Regions from separate parts of the Rattus norvegicus genome. Here region 1 is linked to region 2. A link is a contact called in public Hi-C data. All regions are on one chromosome and are shown on one strand. Each heading gives the region's core, a stretch centred on a gene start, on an enhancer-like site or on the middle of the called end of the contact. The rest is flanking DNA. Distances are from core to core; before and after follow the strand shown. Region 1 overlaps Phyhipl (phytanoyl-CoA 2-hydroxylase interacting protein-like). Region 2 has its middle 17 kb from the start of Tfam.

Region 1 (6,436 bases), core at 3,165-5,664, 680 kb after region 2:
AGAACTCCACATTTTAATTCATTTTTCTCACATTTTAACAACAATAAAAAAAGCTTTTCGTGAGGGTATGTATCAATTATTCATCACATTTAGCTGAGTAAGATAAATGGCCAAAGTGTAAATGGCAAATACGTCTATGTTTTCTCCCTTTTGTCCTTCAGCTGTTCTGTTGTGCTGCTAGAAAGGTGGTAATGCTTTCTTCAGTGAAAGTGTAGGGATGATCCCTCGAAGTTCTAACGAGATCAGTCGGCATGGCTCGCAGCTTTTGTCTTTAGCGTTCTTATTATTTCAGCACTCAAAATTCAATTCATCAAGGCATCATAGAGAAATGATTGCCACAGACACCCTTGGCAGAGTAAGTGAGTAGACGATGGTGTTATTTGAACGTACAGCAGCGCCTTTGTACACCGTTGTTCTATACAGTGTGTCCAGAGTAGAATAGGAGGAGCAAGTCTCTGTCGCCGCCCACTGCTACCTCTCACTTTACAGAAGCATCTCCTTCCTTTGACTGGGCCACTTCCTTATCAGAATTTCCGTGGCACCATCTGGGTCTGACCTGTGTAGCTTAGGCTCATGTTGACTGGTCAGACAGGAAAAATGATCTTTTGAGGCTTTTCAGAGAGAACCTAGCCAGGCAAAGCTGATGTTTTATAGCCAAGATGGATCATCAAAGTGTTTCTATAATTCAAAATTTGGGAAATGGAAATAGGGCAATCATAGGATTGAACCATCTTTTTTTAACCACTATGGCGTCAGAAATATCTTTTATTAGCATTTGAATGACTTCATGAGCAAAATGGAATTTTAGATTTAGTACTTAGTACTTAGGTAATTGACTTCAGATTAGATAGATGGATGGATGGATAGATAGATAGATAGATAGATAGATAGATAGATAGATAGATAGGATGGATGGATAGATAGATAGATAGATAGATAGATAGATAGATAGATAGATAGATAGATAGATAGATAGGATGGATGGATGGATGGATGGATAGATAGATAGATAGATAGATAGAATGGATAGATAGATAGATGGATAGATAGATAGATAGATAGATAGATAGATAGATAGATAGATAGGATGGATAGATAGATAGGATGGATAGATAGATAGAATGGATAGATAGATAGATAGATAGATAGATAGATAGATAGATAGGATGGATGGATAGATAGATAGGATGGATGGATAGAAAGAAAGGAAGAAAGAAAGAAGGAAAGAAAGAAAGAAGGAAGGAAGGAAGGAAAGAAAGAGAAAGAAAGAAAGAAAGAAAGAAAGAAAGAAAGAAAGAAAGAAAGAAAGGAAAAGAAAGAAAGATTTCGAAAACTGGAAAAACCCATTCATCAGCAACTAATTTTCCATGCACTGTTTTCTGGCAGGTAACAAATCACAAGACAGTGGCATAGCAGAGATGGAAGAGCTCCCCGTCCCACACAACATCAAAATAAATAACATCACATGTGACTCCTTCAAGATCTCATGGGACATGGACTCCAAGTCGAAGGACCGCATCACACACTACTTCATTGACCTCAACAAGAAAGAGAACAAGAACTCTAACAAGTTTAAACACAAGGTAAACCTGGGCAGACTTAGGCCATTTCATCCGGAAGACATTTTAAAAGAAAGAGTAGAGGTTGGGGATTTAGCTCAGTGGTAGAGCGCTTACCTAGGAAGCACAAGGCCCTGGGTTCGGTCCCCAGCACCGAAAAAAAGAACCAAAAAAAAAAAAAAAAAAAGAAAGAGTAGTTTCCGTGAAGAAGAATCAGAAGTCTATGTCATTTAAAACATTCTCCCCATAATGAGTTCTCGAGGAAAATGAAATGCCATGTTAAAGGGTAAATCATGACTATGTGCAAAGATGAAAATCAGCAGTAAGCTCATTAGAGGACACTGATCTAGTGCTGTGAGGATAGTTCGAGAGATAATCCACTTATGAGTCACTTATATTAAAAGCTATGCGGGTGAAGTTGAAACTGGCTTGGAGAGGGCAGTGGAGTGTGGACAGAAAGGAAGGCTGCCCGCAGCTCGCAATCCAGTGTGGAGAATAGCTGAAGTGTTTACGAAGCCGTAAAAATCCTTCTGCAGAAGCAGAAGCAGACAAGCTCTATAGTTTTCTACGGAAGCACACACATCCTTCCCTGAGTCAAACTGATTGGCTTAGAAACTTTGTGGAATTGTATAATCACTTGTGGCCTGAAAATATGCCCTAAAGAGTCCATTTTGTTTTAAAGTGGGGAGGTTGTTTACTAAGCTTCACATGTGGTAAATGTTCCTGCTGTGTCTGCCGTTGTTTACCCTTTGTGATACATGGAGCTCTTCCTCCAGATGTGGCCCTCAGCAAGAACCCTTTCCTAGGCCCAGTGTTTCTCCTCTGCTTCATTGCTTTTTCTGATCATGGAAACAGACAAAAACCCCGGTCTTCAGGAAAGACTCAATTTTACCTTGGGAAGATTCTATGCATCTTCGTTTCCCAAAGTCGTTGCCTTTTACTGTATGGTTGCATACACAAACTAAATGTAAGGGAGGCTTTTACATAGTGCAGAAAAGTGTGAAAGCAAGAGCACGAAAGAATGTCAGGCATTATTATCAAATTTCAGTTCTCATCCTGGGTATTCTCTTTGCTGGCATTTGCCTTCTCGAAGCGTCTTTGATATGCCTGCCATTAAACGATGATCACTTAAGGCTTGGCTCCACTGCACCCATTCCATAGCCTTGGAAATGCAGTGCGTGTTCAGCCCGCAGGTTAGCTTATTCATCGTTGTTTAAAAAAGACCTAACCTTTTCTCAGACACATAGACACCACACTTGTAGGCAAGTTCCCTAATCTACATGTGAAATGGATCTGTCTCTCGTAATACTTACTTTAAAAGCATTCTCTCCTTTACATATAAAATATTTAGCAATGAGCCTCTCTAGCAAAATCAAGCCATAAAAATCAAGCATATATATTTTTAATTTAATAGGCGTTAAATCAATAAATCTTGCTTCTTTTATGTCTTTTTTTTAATCTGCTTTGAGGAAGTTAGCAGGCACAAAGGGAAACTGTATATCATAAACAAAGGCGACTGGAATACGAGTTCTTTCCTGGTTTTGAACTGTAGGACGTTAAGCCTATCTCTTGGTCTTCCCATTTTAATTTCTGCATACACAGAATAAAACTTAAATATGATAATTGTTGGGAGTTCTTACACAGGAGCCCTGCTCTTAGCCAGTTTAGGTCCCTCTCTGTCGTTCACAGTTTATGAAAGTCCCGCTTTAATAGCCTTCCGTCTCCCTATCTCTTCCTGCCCTATTTGTTTCCCCCTTTATCCCCCTCTTCTTCCTTCCTTTTCTTTCTTCCTAGGATGTTCCAACAAAACTGGTGGCCAAAGCTGTTCCCTTGCCAATGACTGTTCGTGGACACTGGTTTTTGAGCCCAAGGACTGAGTATACAGTAGCGGTGCAGACGGCCTCAAAACAAGTCGATGGTGATTACGTCGTGTCGGAATGGAGTGAGATTATAGAATTCTGTACAGCAGGTAAGGGAGCTGTGGATTATATCAATTAATGTTCTTGGGAGGGTAGTCGTCAGATGGACTCTGTGGACTCTGTGTCCCTGCAAGGTGAGTGAGTATTGCATCGGACACGTGGTGCTGTTGGCCTCATTGCATAACAGGTGCAGCGAATTCATATTGGTTCGAAGGAACTAAGGTCCTGGGGCAAACAACTTGAGGGGTGGACTCAGACTGCCTTTTTGCTGCATGTGTAAGTTTCCTCAAAGTGAAAGCTCTACAAATAAAAGCTGATGTAATTTCTGAATCAACTCCACGTTCTCAGAGCCTCTGACTGTAAAGAGGCTGTTCGTTCATTGTCATAGCTACTGAAGGGAAGAAAGCAGAAACAGCATTTAGGTTACAGACAGACCTCAGTAACCGCACAGCAAAACTGTTTCTGCTGTTTTTACCTTCGTGCCAGAAGGGCTAGAAAAAGCTCTCCACTAACTCTTGTCATGTTTGCGTACTTTTGCTCCATTAAACTCACTACATAGTCATTTGGTCTGGAGAAACCCTCCGTGGAGAGCCTGAGCTCTGACAGAATCTCTCATATTCGTTTGAATGGTTCAGTGTTCTGTCAGGAATGCTGATCGTCCTTCCTCCTGCTCATGTTTACATAGTCATAGGACACATGTTTATTGGTGTCCTTGAGCCCTTTTGTCATCCTCCTTTTGTGGATCAGAATGGGGGTTTCACTCCTTCCTCTTCACTTGGGTGACTTTTTCCTATTTAAAAAAATGCAGAGAAGGCTGGGGAGACAGCTCATATACTAAACTACTTGCCATACAACCAGAGAGACCTGACTTGGATCCCAAAAGCCATTTTAAAGAGCCAGGCGTGCCAGTAGCCCCAGCTCCAGAATAGCAAAGGCAGGCAGTTCCCAGGCACTTGGTAGCCATGCGGCCTAGCTTCTTGGAAAGCATTAGGTCACCGAAAGACCCTGCCTCAAAAAATAAGGTGGGTGGCACTCGAAGTGACCTCTGACCTCCAAACTGTGCACATACATGCACCCAGATACACACAGCAAAAAACAAGAGAGAGAGAGGCTGTTGAACATAAAAGAGCTTGTAGGAAAAAAAAATCTAGAAAACAATGGGCTGGTTTGTTTCCAGGTTGCTTAGCAACTTCCCCATCTGTGGGAATCTTCCACCCAACCCAGACCCTTCTCGAGTGGCCTCGCACCTGCATTCCTTTAGATGCTACCCAGGAATGCCCACGACTTACCCTGGTATCAAACCCAGTGTAAACCTCTAAGGGCATGCTCTAGGGCTGAAATCCTGTCTCATTTTGGTTTAATCTGCATGCCTCTTTGTTTACTCTACAAAGAAGCTGATAAGAATTGTTTAACACTCTTGACTGCTAAAGATTTCAGTGTTTGAGAACAAGGTGAAAATATTTCTTACACATACCATATTTTTATATTTCTCTTTAGTTTGTGGATTATAAGATCTGCCATTTTAATGTACCATTAGGAAGAAATGCCAACTAAAGATGGTTAGACACTATCAGAGATGTTAAAATGTGAATAGAAATTTTAGGATAGATTAAGCAGAATTATGCTGCTTCACTAATCAGCAATGAAATAGCTAAAGATGGCTGCATTGAATTAACAGCAGGCAGAAGGGCTCTCCCCTACCAGTAGCTTTGCTATGTTTGCTGTGGCATGTTGGAATTCCTTTGCCTCTCTGGAATCTACCTCACCATAGTCCCTTCCTGAATCCCTTTTTATTTATTTTTGTAGTACCCAGCAAGGGACATTTAATGTAAGTCAGTCATACATTGTCTTTGCATATCGTATTGTTGGTTCTATAGCCACAATCCAAAAATATAAATTGGAAGGCTCTAAAATCTGAAAGTTTTAAAAATGTGTCTGTCTGAGTGCCTGCATAGGCGTCTGAGCTCCAGCGTGCATGCCTGGTATTAGCCCGTGAGGGTGGCGACTATTGGGTGCCCTGTAACCAAGTGGGTGCTGGGAATTAAACCAGATTCTCTGAAAGAGCAGCCAGTGCTTAACTACTCTACCATCGCTTCGGCCCCTGAAACTTAAAACTTTCTGAGCTCTGATAAAAGTGCCCAGACGATTTTGAACTTTGGAGCAGTTTTGATTTTTGGAAAGAGAATGTAAAACTATTAAAGTATTTACAAATATTCCAAACTCCCCAAATTGAAAATCTGAAACACTTCTGGTCTCAAGCATTCTTGGTAAATGGAACCCCACCCAGTCTACATTAATTTTTCTAGGAAAATACACAAATAGTATCCTGGTATTTTCCAACTCAAAGAAGCTATATAATTTATCTGCCAGAACCTACTTCGGGCTAAAGAAAGGTCTGAGATACTATGACTTCTTTAGCTTAAAGAAAATGAATGTTTGGCAGTTCTAACACACACACACACACACACACACACACGCACGCACACGCACACGCACAAACACACACACACTGATGCATAAGCTGTCATATGATACATTGTTTTTACTTCTGGAAATAAATAAAAAAAACAAAGCCCATCTTTTCAGTGTGATCTCTGTATTACTTTCTTGTTTTTCTTACACCCCATAACTTTTTGAGGAGTTAGGAGATAAATGACGACTGCCAGCTTTTAACTGGTCTCCAGTATTTGCTCTATTTTCATAGTTAAAAGCGAATGGGAACTTGACGCTCAGGCTTATCAACTGAGGGCCATTTCATAGTGCCCTTGAGTCTGAATTTTGACAAAGCTGTTTGAATAATTGTCTTTAATACTGTGACTTAGACACTGTGCGAGGTATTGGAAATAGAATAAACTATATCCTTACTGACTAACCTGTTTCTAGTCTATAACAACCCAATACCATTAAAAAAAAAGTTGTTCTTGTTTATATTTGTCTTCCTTTAGACTGTGAGTCCTT
Region 2 (6,520 bases), core at 3,896-6,395:
AGCTCAGTATAGGCAGGAATGGGAAATGGACAGAGGCCTTTTGGTGGCACTTGGTTCAGTTTGGTTTTCCTTGTTCGTAAAACAAGTCTACTGTTTGGCCTGCTTTCCATGCTTTTGTTCCTAAAGACAGTCTCTTTTCCAGCCAGCAGCAGTAGCCAGAGGCATGAGGTGAAGCTGTGTTGGGGCTTTGATGCCTGTGGGATGACCGTGGCACATCAGGGTTCAGATCCCCTGAGGCTCACAATGGCTTGGTGCTGCTTCTATTTTCTTACTGTCACATGACTCCATTCCCAATTCCATTTTCAGCAGTGTCCTCAAGAACAACAAACCCTAATTAGTCCAAGTGTTTCTGAATTTAAAGTCTGGTGTTAGCATTCTTCCCTTGGACATAAGGTAGCTAGAAGTCTCCCTGGGTTCGCCCACACGCGTTAGACCACCAGGGGGCACTGAAACAGCTTAGATTCAGACGGAGCCACAGTGTTCATCAAGTCTGATTGGTCACTGTGAGAATGTGCTTCCTCTGACAGCGACCTTTCTCCCAGGTTTGTTTGTTTTTTTTCAAGACAGGGTTTCCCTGTGTTGCCCTGGCTGTCCTGGAACTCACTTTGTAGACCAGGCTAGCTTCAGACTCAGAGACCTACCTGCCCCTGGCTCACCACCACCGTCAGGCTTCCTTCCTCTTCTGCACTTGCCACCAGCCTGCCACTGACAAGTTTGGAAATGTTAAAACAGCGTTTGTATGTTCTTGAAGTGTAAAGGAGTACATATTTCTTTTTTATATAATTGAAGTTAGGAGAGAAAATCAATGTATTACTCTGAATTTGTAAAACTTCCTAAGCAAGAAGTAAAATCATGCACAACCGGTACCATCGATTATTTATCACCCACAAATCAAATATTGTTGCTGTATAACCACTGATTATTATAAAATACATCGAACATAAAACCATGGTTCTGCACAGTTAGAAATGCCGACCAAGAAACTGTATATTTACATTAAATGCTAAACAAGAATTTGAAATGTTTTTAAAAAAATCACCCTATCATTTAAATCAGACTCCTTAGAAACTAGTTTATAATGGTTTCTAATATAAACGTGAAGTCCAAGAGGACAAATGGTCAAAGATGTATTCGCACATTCCTTCTGGGTAGGAAATGATAGAAGTTGGGGAACCCCCAGCATCCTTTGACCCAGAATGTTCCTAATCTTAACTCTTAAGCTGACAATGCAGTGAAAGCCTTTGTGGCAGGTCATAGGAAGTGGGAACAGCTGGAAATATCTGAGGTGACCTTCAGGGCGTGTGTGTGTGTGTGTGTGTGTGTGTGTGTGTGTGTGTGTGTGTGTGTATGTGTTTTCACGCTTGTGTGTATGCGTGAGTGCGTGCGCAAAAGAATTTCACTTTTAGATCTGAGATCTCAGTGTTTTCAAATTTATTTTTATTTCTTGTGGGTTGCCTGCATGTATGCCTGTGTGGGGATGACAGATATCTTGGAGCTGGAGTTTCAGATGGCTGCGAGCTGCTATGAGGAGCTGGCAGTAGGACCCAGGTCCTCTAGAATAGAGTACCTAGTCCTCTTAACGGTCTCTTCAGCCTGTAATTCTTAAATTTCTAACATCTGAAAACATCTATAACATCTGTCTAAAGTGCACTTCCTTGAAGCCCTCTGCTCAGTGCCAGTTCTGCCAAAGGTGGGCAGGGCCAAAATCTTTGAATCTTGAATCTTAAGAATCCGATTGGGCGTGTTCAGATTCTGACTACCTCCTGTGGGGTTCACAGTGCAATGTCTATGAAATAGGGGAGGGTATTTCCCTTCTCCATCCTGTTTCATCATGTGTAGGACAGAATGCCTAACAACTTTGAGGGGAGGAAGGATTTCTTTTGCCTCGTGGCTGCAGAGATGTTAAGCCGAGACTCCTTAGTCTTTTGCTAGGTTCATGGTGGAAGCATTTAGAGAAAGGCTATTCATGGTGCCCACTAAGATGTCTCTTGGCAAAGAGGAACCCAGTGAGACATTGCCTCCCTCAGATCGCTGATAGATGGAAGGCCCAGCCCACTGTGTGCATGCCATTCCTATGCGTATGGGCATGCACTATATAAGAAACCAGCTGAACTTGAACCTGAAAGCAAGCGGGGAAGGCAGTGTCCCTCTGTGGTCTGGGCTTTCATTCCTGCATCTGGGTTCCTGCTTTGAGCCCTCCCTCCCTCCCCTCTTTGCTTCCCTGGATGATGGACTGTAACCTGTCATTTAAGCTCTTTCCTCCCCAAGTTGTTGGTTATGGCGGATTTTCCTAGCAACAAAAAGCCAACTAGGTACTTTGAATGAGAATGGCCCCATAGGCTCATGCATTTGAACAGTTAGTCCCGCAGTTGATAGAACTGTTTAGGAAGGATTAGGAGGTGTGGCCTTGTTGGAGGAGTTGTGTCATTGGGGGTGGGCTTTGAGGTTTCAAAAGCAATGCCAGGCCCAGTCTTACTCTGCTTCTTTGTGGGTCAGGATCTGAGTGTTTAGCATTGTTCCAGCGATACGACTGCCTGTCTGCTTGTCTGCTGGATGCTTCCTGCCGTGATGTCATTAGACTGAGCCTCTGAAACTGTAAACACACCCTCAGTTAAAACCTTCTGTAAGTGTCCTTGGTCACAGTGCCTTGTCCTAGCAATGGAGCAGTAGCTAAGATGTCCAAACTCTTTCCTTCCGTATTTTAGTCACTTTGATGAAATTTGGGAGAAAGGAGTCCGTTTCATTGCTTTGGAACCCTTTCCTTGCTTGACTTTTAAAGAGGGTTAAGGCTCCTGCCATAGGTGCTAGGATCCAAACTCGGGTTCTCTGGTAGAGCAGCAATCGATCTTTTAACTACCGAGCCGCTTCTCGGCCCTAAGAATCTATGTTCCTCACAGCTTGTGGGGATAGCCCTGAGCTTATGATGGCTGCATCTTTGACCCTATGTGTTGTATCCCAAGTTTACTCTCCCATACCTTCTTGTCATCCAGGAAATACCCATAGCCTCCAGAGTCAGTGTTTGAACACTTCTGGCTAGTGGCTGCCATTCAGACTTTAATTCAAAGCAACGAGGACCCTTGTTTTCTATAAGTTATCAGATCACATGGCTAATTAACGTGATATTTGGCATAGAGTTCGGTGATGGCTGTGATGATAACTATTCCTGTGACTGGATTTAGAGTCATCTGTGGGCATGTTTGAGAGGGCTTTTGCAGAAAGCCCATACCTTCAGTATGGGCAGTACCTTTGGAATATACAGACACCCCTAGCTCCTACCAAGGAAAGGGCTAGCTAGGAATGCAGTCAGATAACACCCTGGACCTGTAGCAGAGGTTCCACATTGCTTCAGCTGGTCACCCATTGTGCCCACCAACATGTTTGTGGCTGTCTTGATGTATTACTGTTTTGTTATAAAGAACCTTCTTGCCACATTGGAACACAGAATTTGGGGTATGACATCATGGAGGATAACTTCCTTAAGATTTTTGTGAGCCTCCTTACTTCTCTCTCCCGAGGGGGGGAATAATTAAATTAGGAGGAAATAGCTTTGAACAGCATGTTAGCAAACAATTCTAGACCTGAGGAAGTCAGGCTTATCACAGTCTCTATGGATGCCTCTCATTATAACCTGAGGCGTTTGAGACAAGCCCCTTCTAGTTTTGCCTCTGAGTCTGACAGGGTAGCTGGCCTGTCCGAGCTGTCTGGAGATTCTCCGGTGTTTTTTGTTTGTATTTATATATATGAGTACACTGTAGCTGTCTTCAGACACATCAGATCCCATTACAGATGGTTGTGAGCCACCATGTGGGTGCTGGGAATTGAACTCAGGACCTCTGGAAGAGCAGTCAGTGTTCTTAACCACTGAGCCATCTCTCCAGCCCAGGTTCTCCTGTGTTACAGACTCTCTTGTTATATGTCTAGGTTCCACATGGGTTCTAGGATCTGAACTCAGGTCCTTATACCTGCGTGGCAAGTGTTTTAGACACAACCATCCCCCAATCCCTGCATAAGTCATTAAATCCCTGCATTAAAATGCAAGTTGTGATACACAGAAAATAAAAAGGTGTGTGTGTGTGTGTGTGTGTGTGTGTGTGTGTGTGTGTGTATGCATGCATGTATACATGTGTGTTTTTTTTCTCAACCAAGCCTACCCTGTTTGTTTGTTTGGTTTTTCGAGGCAGGGTTTCTCTGCATAGCCCTGGCTGTGTCACTTTAAACTAGGCTGGTCTCAAACAAAGATCCTCTTGCTTCTGCTTCCTGAGTGCTGGGATTAAAGGCTTGTGCTACCACAGACTGGCTCCATCTTCTAGACTGCACCGTGTTCCACTGTGGCTATCCCGTAAGCAGGTCATTGAACGGTGATTTCTAAGGCTTGGCATTCCAGAATCCTGTTTCAATTAATTTACTGCACACATTCCAATTTGTGCTCCTGTGTGATCCAGATGGAGTCCTTAAAGCGGAGTACTAGCATTTGCATCTGTGATTTTGATCTGTGGTGCTGTAATAGCAGACACAGGCAATTCCAGCGACAGACCAGCTACTGATGTGTGTCCAAATAATCTTTAACTGAAGGCGTGTTGTGGTATTGTAGTGGCTACTGCGCGATTTGTTTCCAGGAACTTCTCTCTGCAAGTGATGTGATTGTTTCTGCCACCCTGACTTGTCCCCTGCTCGGAGCCACACTCCTGTCCTCTGATTGCCCCGCTCATCACAGGGGTCTGGCAGTTGTTCTCTTATCATAGCAACAGCAGGACAGCCTCTTTTCCTGAGTGTTTGTCCCTCTAGGGTCTCACTTCTGAGGCCAGGCCACCACCTCAAGCCCTTGAGAATTTCCCCTGAGAACCCAGCAGGACGACATCCCGTGATTCAGATTCCAAAGCCTTGGAGTAGATCAGCAGATCAACCTCCAAGAGACCTGATTACACAGGCCCTGACCCAACAGGCAGCTTCCAGCTTGCTGTCACCTCATCCCTTCCTCCCACGCCTGCACCCCCATCCCCCTGCAGCCTTTCATCCTCTCTGCCTCAAGGGGAGCCCATCTCTTCCCCAGGAGGAAAGCAAACAGCAGATGTGTGTGATGACGGAGTGTGATATGTGTCCCCAAGCCATGCAGGGGACCTCTGATCTCCATCTGGCCTTGTTTGCAAATAAATGCCTTTCCCCAAACAGTGGACTGCTTCAGAGAGGTAGAATGGGGACAGCCCAGGCACCTGGAGGCTTTGCTGTCTAAGCAGAATATAAAAAGTGTTTTCTGTTGACATCTCCAGCTTGCAGTGGTTTGAAACTGTGTGTCAGAGAGTTTGCAAATATTTAGAGGTTCTCAGAGAGGGTGGTGTTGGGGTAGAGACAGTCCTCCCAAAAGGCACTGAAACCACACTTAATGGCAGTTTTGAAGACCCATTTGGAATGGCTGGGTAGAGCCCCACAGAGACTTAAACAGAAGTGTGCTCTGAAGGGCAGCAGGCAAAGGGAGAGTCTCGGTTGATAAATGTGCTTCTGATCTCTGCCCTAGTGTGGACAGTTCAGAACCAAGTTGTCCAACGCCAGCCCTGTCAGCCATCTTCCTTATAAGAAGATCTAAAATCATGTTCTAGTTTAACACAAAATGATTGAGGGAGAGAGGGAGAGAGGGAGGGAGGGAGGGAGAGAGAGAGAGAGAGAGAGAGAGAGAGAGAGAGAGAGAGAGAGAGAGAGAGAGAGAGATATGGAAGGCTAACTCGGGAGTAGCAGCTCCCAGTCAGAAAGACAGAGCAAGAGGAGTTTCAGCAGAAAGGTCTGGAGGTCCTGGCTGAATTCCTGAGAAACAGCAAGATGGGGGTGATAAAGAGGAAGTTACAGGAATTTCACATGGCTGATTCAAAAAGTGCCACCACCCACATTGGGAAGAAGGATGAGAAATGGAAATTTAAGGTCAAGGTCTTCCAGGTACCTAAGAAACCAGTGGCTCTGAAGAGATTTGATCAAGCCTTTGTGAAAAACCCACTCCCCACAAGAGCTCAGACACCCTTAGTTAAGGTGAAGAAAAAAAAAAAAAAACCCAAAACCTCACAAAGATTAGATCTTTACCATTGGCTAAACCAGAAGCTTAACCAGGATGTACAAGATGACCTTGACCAAAGCGAGGACAGCAGTATCAGCAGCACCACAAGTGACGACCCGGATAGCCAGTGAAGCGGGATGCAGGCCAGAAACCTCAGAACCATCTGTCACGTGTCCAGAGGTCTCTACCCTGATCAATGGGCAACTGTAAAGACAGCAACTTTGGTGGTCAGATGATGAAATAAAATCGAACTCTTAGGGAAAAAGAAAAGAGACAGAACGCTGTCCTATACAACTCCAGATGCAACACTTGGGGACCTAACCAGGGAGGCAAGTAGGATACGGTTGCAGAACAGAGTCCACATGGGCTTGGGAGAGACATCCTCTGATCTCACCATTTGGCCCAGGATTCTGATTGGTATTTTAGTCTATAGATTGACGACTAATTTGTTGGTTGCACACCGAGTAACAAATACATCAT

What was found. Hi-C and Micro-C count contacts between places; a contact is called where the count stands out from the background.
Region 1: a contact with region 2 is called in a Hi-C map of Schwann cells, with 8 times the contacts expected there. The contact joins two enhancer-like sites. A contact is called at or near these places in 2 of 12 Hi-C or Micro-C datasets (Schwann cells and frontal cortex).

What each region holds. Positions count from the first base shown.
Region 1 is chr20:18,051,162-18,057,597 of GRCr8, forward strand. It overlaps Phyhipl (phytanoyl-CoA 2-hydroxylase interacting protein-like), which reads left to right. Exons shown (of 5, transcript NM_001398984.1): 2 at 1,387-1,583; 3 at 3,354-3,528. Among named protein-coding and RNA genes, the nearest start is that of Phyhipl, 31 kb to the left of the region's middle. Within about 2 kb of position 4,415, at least 20 of the 93 cell types and tissues checked have an H3K27ac peak or open chromatin away from gene starts, as enhancers often do.
Region 2 is chr20:17,368,851-17,375,370 of GRCr8, forward strand. No RefSeq gene overlaps it. Among named protein-coding and RNA genes, the nearest start is that of Tfam, 17 kb to the left of the region's middle. Within about 2 kb of position 5,146, at least 4 of the 93 cell types and tissues checked have an H3K27ac peak or open chromatin away from gene starts, as enhancers often do.